Linked DNA regions of Mus musculus: regions 1 and 2 are each linked to region 3. The links are chromatin contacts, called in public promoter capture Hi-C maps. All regions are on one chromosome and are shown on one strand. The core of a region is the stretch at or near the end of the contact, and the rest is flanking DNA. Distances in the headings are between cores, read along the strand shown.

Region 1 (3,024 bases), core at 43-2,542, 590 kb before region 3:
TCAGTAAGGAGAGGATATGCCCAGCTCTGCAGAGACCTGATGTTCCAGGGTTAGGGGAAACCCAGTGGGGGCCTCCACCCTTTCAGAGGAGAAGAGAGGGGAGGGGGGACTGTATGAGGGGAGATCAGTATGACGTGGGAGCAGCGACCGAGATGTAAAGTGAATGAATGAATGAATGAATGAATGGGAAAAATAAGGTAGAGAATGATTAATGATGACAACACTAAGCATCAACTTCTGGCCTCCTACATGTATGTCATATGTGAACATATACATTATATGCAACATACATACAAGACTCAATGATAAGAAATAGACAGTGTGTGTGTATGTGTGTGTGTGTTTAAGTTAGGACCATGCCCCCATTAGAGGGAGACTGGCACCCCTTAACAGTTCCACTCACAACCTCATAGGTTATTACAGTAGCAATAAGAAACCTCTCAGTGGAGTTCTTGGTTTATGTGTATGCAACAACAGAGCTTTACCGTTTGTTGACCACCGACTCTCAGATCCTCAGATAACTTTCACACTGTGCTGATGTGGAGGCTCACTGGTTTGGATGGCCTGTCTGATGTCCTTCTGTGAACAGAGGAGCCAGTGGGGGGGATATGGTCCTGCTGTTTCTGGCAGGCCTGGCCTCCCTTCTGCCTGCCTCCCCCCTCCCTGAGCAGAGGAGCAAGCTTCTTGCCTGCTTTTTTGGGGTCTGGACTTGTTAGAGGCAGGGCTGCATCCATCCTCGGCTGTCTGTCCAGGGAGTTCTCTTTCTGGGCAGTTTTAAATGCTTTGGTCCTTAGAATATTACAAGAGGAAAACAACGATGGTATGTTTGGGATTCTCTGACTTAATTCCTCCCCTGCAGTAAGAGTTCCATCGTCATTTGCATCATCTACTTCCCTGTGGGGTAAAATTCATTAGGTACCACAGAAAAGACATTTAAATTCTGCTTTTGGGGCAGTGGGGGGTGGGGGAAAGCATCCACGGGGACTTGTTTTGTTACATCAAAAATGTAGCTTCCACATATTTGTGATTGAAGCTGTAAATGAAAATCAGCCTCGCCCTCTTGGAGATCTCTTTCATTTTTGACTTCAGAGGATGAACGGACTGTCTGCACCCACCACCCAGTCCCCCCTGGATCTGAAAGTTAACTTTCATCTGAGCCATAAGGTAACATGTACGATATTAATACCCCACCAGGGGATTTCAAAAAGAAAGAGTAAATGGTCCCACATCTCAGTCACACCAGTGCTGGCTTAGGAAGGGTCAAGCCGCTACTGAGTGAGTCTCTCCAAAGTAAACAAGAATATCCGGAAGGTTCCTCTGACACTCGCTCGCTCACTCACTCACTCACTCGAGGACTGAGCCCTGCACCTTCTTTCATTTTCAGGTCCTCCCATCTGCCTTAGCTCTTTGGGGGGGGTAGGGGGGGGAGGAGAAAGGCATCTGAAGTCAGCAGTTTACATTCAGAGCAGTAAAACCTCCCGATAAAGCTGCTGGTTCCAGTGGAGAACGGCCACTGTAATCTTAATGTGAGGAGGTGGAGACCTGGTTTTGATCTCTTTAATTCATTGTTTGCTCCTTTGCCCAGCCTCAGTGCTCACCACGCATGTTTCCAAAACATGTCTAATGATAAAAACGTGTGTCAGCATTCTTGCCTTGGCTACCAGGGGTTTCCGGTAGCTTGGGAGAAGCTGGGCTGAGTGCTGAGGAAGATCTCAGGCGCTTCAGTTGGTCTGATGGCTGGGATACGGGAGGGAGCAGGAGCAGGGAGTTTGCTGATGGAAATGTGGAAGGCACAGGTCGGAAGGGAGGGAGGCAGAGTGACTTCAAGGAGGTCTGTGTTGAGAGCAAAGCTCCTGCCTAAGCAAAGCGAAGGGGGAGGAGTTTGAATAACAGCCAGTGTGAGCATTCGCTCTAGGATGCATAATCCTATATACTTTATGTAAACAGAGTCAGGCAGCAATGCCTGTGAGGTATGAATTTACAGATATAGAAAAAGGCGTGAAAAGAACAATGGACCTCGTTAAGGTCACACAGCTAGGTTGGGCCTTGAGGACAGCCCCGCCAGCTCCCATGTCCACACTGTTATATTATGTGTATGTCTGTTTCCCTTGAGAATTCACCTAGCTCAGAAAATCACCTCCTCACCGCATCCCACCCCCACCCCTGATGGGCTCCAGTGGACACTGCTTTTCATGGTTCAAGGTCTGTAGCATGGATCCAAGAGGACACGTTGTCCTCTGTGACTTTAGCCGCAGAGCTGAGTGGCCAGTGTGTTCCTCCAAGTCTGTGGTTTCAGGAATGGTGCTCTTCTCTCTCTCTCTCTCTCTCTCTCTCTCCCCTCCCCCGCCACATACACACACACAGACACACACATGAGTGCTAGCTGGTTGGCCGTGTGTGGTTTCAGGCATTGTTCTCTCTCTCTCTCCACACACACACACACACACACACACACACACACACACACACACACACGCTCACTAGCTGGTTGCCAGGGTGTGGTTTTTCTCATTCCTGGGTCTGGGATGAGAGTCCAGGTGACAAGAAGGCAGTACAGACACAGCACAGCCGGGATGTGGGAGGTTAAAGGACTGAGGCAGGCTCCGCATGACATGCTATAGCTGGGGAACAGTTTGACTCACAGCCTCGAGAGCCACCAGCTGAAGCTTTGAGAGCCACGGGGATGTGGGGTTGGAGGCGGCAGGTCGTAATTCATTTTCCCCATAAAGCTTCAGCGTAGCTGTCTGGATTAAATAAAGAACAACAGCCAGGCACCAGGGAGACAAGAAGAGGAGGAAACAATCACATCAGGATGATGCTGGACCGTGCTCCTGCACAGCCTTCCTCCGGCTGTGTGGATCTGGAGGGTGGGATGCTCCTGTGTAAGCTTCTAGTGGGGCTGGAAGTGACGCCCAGCTTTAGGGGTGCAGAGGGAGCCTTGGATGCAACACATGAGCTCAGCAGCAGAATAAAGAGAGGCATCAGGCAAGGGAAGGGGCGAATCTTCATAAGTGCCCTAACCGA
Region 2 (3,088 bases), core at 390-2,889, 620 kb before region 3:
GAAAGTGGCCTGGAGGCTGAGACAGTGATAACGCTCCTTGTGTTTACGGTTCACTGTGGAGCCTTACATAGGTGCAAACATTTGCCACACTCAAAGGGCTGTGTGTTTAGGTTTGGGGTATTGTACTACATATAATGTGCCTCAAAAATGAGATTCTTTCTCCCTCTATTTCTTTTGTTTTCATTCAATCTTCTGATAACATCAGGGAGAAACACGCAACTTGGGGCTTCAGCACCATTAACCTTTAACACTCACTAATCTCCCTTTTTAAACAAAAGGAGACAGCCTCACAATAATATTGTTTTGGTTTTATTGTAGCAAAAAAATATTTATGGCTAGTAATACTAGTTTCCCCAGGTAGTAACACATTTTTTTTTTAATTAACACTATGTAGCCAAGCATGGAGGTGCACACCTTTCATCCCAACAGAGGCAGAGGGGCAGAGAGGTAGAGGAGAGACAGAGAGGCAGAGGGTCAGAGGAGCAGAGGGGCAGAGGGGCAGAGGGGCAGAGGGGCAGAGGGGCAGAGGGTTGGCAGAGGGGCAGAGGGTTGGCAGAGGGGCAGAGGGGCAGAAGCAGATGGATCACTCTGATTCAAAGTCAGTTTGATCTACATAGTAAGTTCTAGGGCCAGCTAAGACTTTATTGTTTATTGCCTCAAAAACATAAAACAACAACAAAAATTAACACTCCCTAAGAAAGAAGAACAGTAAGCTGAAAGTATATGCTGTCCAAGATTTGAGAAAGCTGACAGGGTAGGAAACACTTGGGGGGAGGCAGGGTGGGACCGACAGGGGTGGGTTTTACAGGGAAACAGAAAACAAAACTAATCCTGTCATTTAAAATTGTGTGGACATTATGTGTAGCTCTTAGTTTGATTTCCCAAACTAATGAGGATGGTTGCTCTCAGAGTCGGGGCATTAAGTGATAGGATCAGGTCCAGGGGATCTGTGGTGGGGAGCTGGGGAGATCTGTGGTGGCCCAGAGAGCACTCAGTCCATCCTAGGAAGTGCAGCAGATGTGTGGTTCCTCCAGGAAGCCACGCTCTGACCTCTGCCTTCCGTGCAGCAGCGGACAGCTGGAAAGCAGTGCCCGGTGCCTGCTGGAGCGAAGTAGAGACAAAGGATCTGGAGGCTGCCTTGAAGCCTCTCCCTTACCCACCAACAGTGACCCAACACCTTCTAGGGATCTACTGGCAGCAGGAAGCAGCCAAGCCTCCTTGTGTCTCTTGAGGAACACTCATCTTACAGCCCTGCGAGGCATAGAGGGATGGTTAGTTATCTCCTGGTTGCCAGGCAGCACCTGTGCCTTGCACAGACACATCCTGAGATCTTTGCATGGCGTTCGTTAGCAATGTCGTGGGGACCTTGAGTTCCGTCTTCTGCTGTTTTCTATATGTCCTGTGCTTTCCCCCCCCCCCCTTGCGGTCTGGGTTCCTGTGCATGGTGCCGTGTTCTCCAGCATTTCCTGTTATGCCTAGCTTGGACACCCAGGAGAACGTGTCCCTGGACTCCAGGAGGAGTTACAGTAATGAGACAGTTCAAGCGGCAGTTGCTATTTAGCAGCCTCCTCCACGGGGTTCCAAGAAAACTGTGACATCAGTGAAGTTTATATTCTCTACCCCGACTTCCGTTTCTGGGCCCTCCCACTCCTTTTCTGGTGTCTGCTCTCAGCCATTTTATCTTTAGGCTCCATCTGCACACTGCCTAGCTCGCTGCAACCAGACAAGCAGTCCTGACGCAGCCGGGTCCCATTTCTGAGGTGCGGGGACAGGCGTCAGCCCTGAGGTTCTGTTGGGAGACCGGCTGCTCTGTGTGTGAGAAGGTAGAGCAAGGCGATGAGTGGCTAAGGTTGTTATGATACAGCAGCAGCCAACCTTCCTGGGCATTTGCCACAGAGTCTATCCTGTGGATGCCGATCCTCTCAATAATGTCTATAGGAGCCATTATTTTTAATTAATTGTGATTGACTTAGCTAGCGAGCGAGTTTGCAGAACTGTGTTGAGGATTGGACCATGTGCATGCTCGGCGAATACGTTGTCTCTGAATTACAGCTGCAACCCAAGGTAGCCGCTGTCAATAGCCCTGTTTTGTTTTTGTTTTTTACTTTACATGTGCCTTATTACATGAATTGACAGTCTTTGGAAATGCACAGCCAAAGAAGAGAAGTCACTGTTATACTAAGCTTGACGGAGAGCATATAGTCCTGTAGAAACCTCAGTGCGCAATGGTCCCATTTTACAGATGGGGAGACTGCACAGTATAGCTTGTGTAAAACCATACAGAACTAGGTCAGCCTCGTTCCAAAACCTACTGTGTGCTGTAAAGCTAGGATTTCTCACCCTCTCCCAGTGAGTCACCGGAGGCTTTGGTTCAAGTTCAGATTTCCAACGGAATGGAGCAGCTCACACTGTAATCCCAGACTCAGGAGCTGCTAGCTCCTCTCCTCCCCCCAGAGTCCAGATTCCGTAGGTGAACCACCCGACTGGATGACCCATAGGTTTGGAAACTGCACACAGAGTAGAGACCAAGGGACATTTTTCTGCTGGTGACTGTAGGAACAGCTACAGTAGGCCCTATAAAACCGAAGTACTGTTCTCCAAGCTGGGAGAAACCAGGCTTCTATGAAGGCCCCGCTGGGGAGCACTGAGCCTCTGCCATGAGCTCATGAGCTTGGACCACAGCCCGGGTTTCAGAACTTAGCCTAATGCAGCTCTGGGCACGCTCGGTAATTGCACCTAGTGTGGTGCTTGGATGGACTTAGAGAGCAGAGTGACCAGCAAAATCAAAACATAGTGAGAGGCAGAGCGGGGAAGAGAACGAGAGCAAGCAGACGTCAGCCAGGGACTCTAGGCCAGGCGAAAGCAACGGGCAAGGTTGGCTACATGGTGGAACAGAGCCTTTTGGGCCCCAGGGGAAGTTGAGCGTGAGCTGTAGGGCCAAGTGGTCTCCTACTCAGGGGCTCATGGATTTACAGGAGGGGCAGGTAACAAGAGAGATACCCACGAGCACACTCTTCAAACTCAGATTAGCTATGCAGTTGAATGAGGTGTAGTAACCAGGATGTCTCAGCATTGCAGTGGTGACACC
Region 3 (2,886 bases), core at 270-2,769:
AAACTGTGAGAGCAGTCTTAACAGGGCAACCTCTCCAGCTCCAAAAGGGTAGATTTGAATTCTATTTCACGCCATAGCAAAGTCCCAGCACCATCATCTTCATCATCATCATCACCACCACCACCATCATCACCATCACCACCACCACCATTATTACACTAATTGTGGTGGCAATCATTCCTTAGTCCTGTATGGAATACATCATTTCCTTTGTTAGTACTGCACTGTAGTGAGTTGTCTTTCTCACTTTTCCCATCCATAAGTGAAGGCACGAAACATCAGATTCATAGAACAATTCTCTTGGTCACACAGCTGATAATAACAACCGAGTCCGGACTCAAATGTAGCATGCTCTCCTTCCACACTGTGACCCTGACTCCATCTATTGAAAGGGTTTTGTTAAGTGTGTTTTTATAAACCCAAAGAAGACAAAGTCTACTTCCGGTCTCCCGGCATCCTCTCCTCCACTACACACTCTTCCTGGGATTTGCAGGTCAGGTCATACTCCTTCCCCAGGGAGAGGATTTCTTGGATCGGGTGGCTCAACCAGCTGATGCTGACAGTCGGTGTTCGGAAGGCTAGGCATTAGGATGAAAGCAGCAGCAGTCTTTTACAACGCGGAGACAGAGGCTCTGATCCAGCCTGTAGTCATTCGCTGTGCGCTCAACATGACTTGGGCCAACCCTAGGGTGCTTCGTCGGCTGAATGGCCGTAATTTATAGGTCTATTTCTGAAGGTGTTTTTAGAAGACATTAACCTTGCAGGAAACGGAGTAAGAAAAGCAGACTCCCACCCAGTGTGAGTGGGCCTCGTCCACCGAGATCTTCAGTAAACCAAGATAGAACGGAGAATGAGACTGTGGGCTTTTTCACCTCTATAACCTCTCGAGCTGATTCCCACGTTTCTTTCCTGTCACCTGTCACTCTGTTTCCCCAGGGGAACCAGCCCAAGGTTTGTCGCGCTGTGTCGGCACCGTCTTCCCTCTGGCTCATTGCTGCCCTCTGCTAAAGACACTCGTCACATTGGATTCAGACTGTTGTCGTGACATCATTTCAAGGCGGTCATTTCCATCAAGATCCCACCTTCAAATACAGCTACATTCTGAGGCATTGGGGTAAGACTTTAAGGTCGGGAGAGGAAACAAACTCACCCCAACATAAACTCACTCTATTTAAAGGAGAGCCCAGGAGAATGGGTTTCCACAGTTGGATTCCGGCACCATTAGGAGGCGCTCTGGTATTCACGAAGCCCTGTGGGTAAGAGCCCAGCCTTCACTGGGGGTAATTTTTTTATTACATATATTTATTTGGAGGTGTGTGCTGTACACACACACACCACAGCGTGCGTGTGGGCAATCAGTTCTCTTTTTCTACCGTGTAAGCCTCGGGGATTAAATTCGGGTTCTCAGACTTGCCGCAGGTGTCCACACCGCTGAACTATGTTGCTGCCCCTCCACCTTCTGTCCTCACCAAGACTCCTCAAAGGTGTCACAGCCTCTCCCAAAAGTGCCCTGGCAACTGGAATGTGGCCATTATGAGGATAGGGATTGTGATGGTGGTCAGAACCTGGTGAAGCCAAATGGTATTGTCTTAAAAGATGTCCTGTGGCCCTGGTCCGCAGCACGGTGGTTATCTGGATGGCGATGGAGGACAGGGAGGTGATGGAAGCCCGAGGGGCAGGAGAAAGCTGCCCCACACTCTCCAAGGTGGCCCCTGTTGACAGCATGCCTGAAGGCAAGCCAAAGGCCTCTTTGGTAAGAGGACCCCTCTCTTGATTTGCCCCATCCATCCCACTGGGGGTCAGGGGTAAGGGGCTCTAAGCCTTAGAGTCTGCTCACATGTGCTAGAAGATTCAGTTGACAAGAAGAACAGTGTCCCCTATATCCCTATAACTGGTTCCCAGCTGACACCGGGAACCAGAAAAACTTTACAGGATTGTAAGGTTGAGTGAAACTTTGTCTCTGTCTCTCATTTGAGGCCCTTACTTCCCTCTGTGGACAGGACACACACACACACACACACACACACACACACACACACACACACACACACACAAACAAACATATACATATATATGTGTTGCTTGGTTCTTTCAACACCTGGGCTTCTTCCTCACTCTGGAGCTCCTGAAAGATCTGTTGTCTGACAGTTAGGTGAAGGGTGGGGGATGGGAAAATGACCTCCAGGGTGATAAAGAGTAGACCTGAGCAGACACCTTCCTGATCCACCAATGCCTCACAACTTTTGGGCACTCGCCCTTCATGGGAGTTCACCTTCCCCTGTTATATACACTTCTAGCAAACACCCCGTCTAGGTAGTCTTTGCAACACACCCCAGGCTCCTGAAGCTCGGAGCAGAGGGTGTGGTTGTAGGGAGCCCCACACTGACTCCCCCATTATCACCCCACTTCTTCTCCATCCCAGGATGCAGAAGTCCCCAAACTAGAACTGCCTACCCTGGAAGAGAACGGGATCTGTGAGGACAGAGATTGTCCGGGGCCCCCTAGGTCATTGCCTCCAAAGTCCGGCCCAAACGCCAAGGGTCAGGCTGGCGATGGACCTGGACTGGAGTCCGTAGAGCTGCCCCTGCCCCTGGAGACAGAACACCGCAACGCGATGGAGCTGGAGAAGGTGCGCATGGAGTTTGAACTGACGCTCCTCAAGTACCTGCACCAGGAGAACGAGCGGCAGAGGCAGCATGAGGAAGTGATGGAGCAGCTGCAACAGCAGCAGCAGCAGCAGCAGGCTTTGCCTCACCAGGTAGCAGAGTGGGCTCTGGGCTGTGGCTGTACTGGCTTGGCTATGCATCTTGTCTGCTGGTCCCAGGTCTGGCTGAGAGGTGGTGAGCATCATGTAGCTGCCTCTACCCACTGGTGCCTGGATCGGTT

What was found. Promoter capture Hi-C pulls out the DNA fragments that hold promoters and counts their contacts.
Region 1: a promoter capture Hi-C map of liver shows a contact between it and region 3, with 4 times the contacts expected there. The contact joins the enhancer-like site here to the promoter of Tmem247 in region 3. A contact is called at or near these places in 7 of 39 promoter capture datasets (the 3T3-L1 cell line, the HPC-7 cell line, embryonic stem cells and 3 more), 3 of 115 datasets of contacts at active chromatin or transcription factors (astrocytes, embryonic stem cells and stem cell-derived neural progenitor cells) and 2 of 9 other capture datasets (embryonic stem cells and liver).
Region 2: a contact with region 3 is called in a promoter capture Hi-C map of liver, with 4 times the contacts expected there. The contact joins the enhancer-like site here to the promoter of Tmem247 in region 3. A contact is called at or near these places in 5 of 39 promoter capture datasets (the 3T3-L1 cell line, the C10 cell line, hippocampal neurons and 2 more), 4 of 484 Hi-C or Micro-C datasets (the G1E-ER4 cell line, the N1E-115 cell line, myocytes and 1 more) and 4 of 115 datasets of contacts at active chromatin or transcription factors (the HPC-7 cell line, bone marrow-derived macrophages, large pre-B cells and 1 more).

The regions. Positions count from the first base shown.
Region 1 is chr17:86,328,134-86,331,157 of GRCm38.p6, forward strand. All of the region lies in intron 1 of Prkce (protein kinase C, epsilon), which reads left to right. Among named protein-coding and RNA genes, the nearest start is that of 2010106C02Rik, 42 kb to the left of the region's middle. Within about 2 kb of position 1,293, at least 71 of the 459 cell types and tissues checked have an H3K27ac peak or open chromatin away from gene starts, as enhancers often do. A contact at or near this core is called in liver, where this site is marked.
Region 2 is chr17:86,299,797-86,302,884 of GRCm38.p6, forward strand. The region is part of intron 1 of Prkce (protein kinase C, epsilon); the gene reads left to right. Among named protein-coding and RNA genes, the nearest start is that of 2010106C02Rik, 14 kb to the left of the region's middle. Within about 2 kb of position 1,640, at least 188 of the 459 cell types and tissues checked have an H3K27ac peak or open chromatin away from gene starts, as enhancers often do. A contact at or near this core is called in the G1E-ER4 cell line, the HPC-7 cell line, the N1E-115 cell line and 3 more, where this site is marked.
Region 3 is chr17:86,915,829-86,918,714 of GRCm38.p6, forward strand. Tmem247 (transmembrane protein 247) reads left to right here and starts at 1,520. Exons shown (of 3, transcript NM_030104.1): 1 at 1,520-1,753; 2 at 2,423-2,758. The coding sequence starts at 1,637.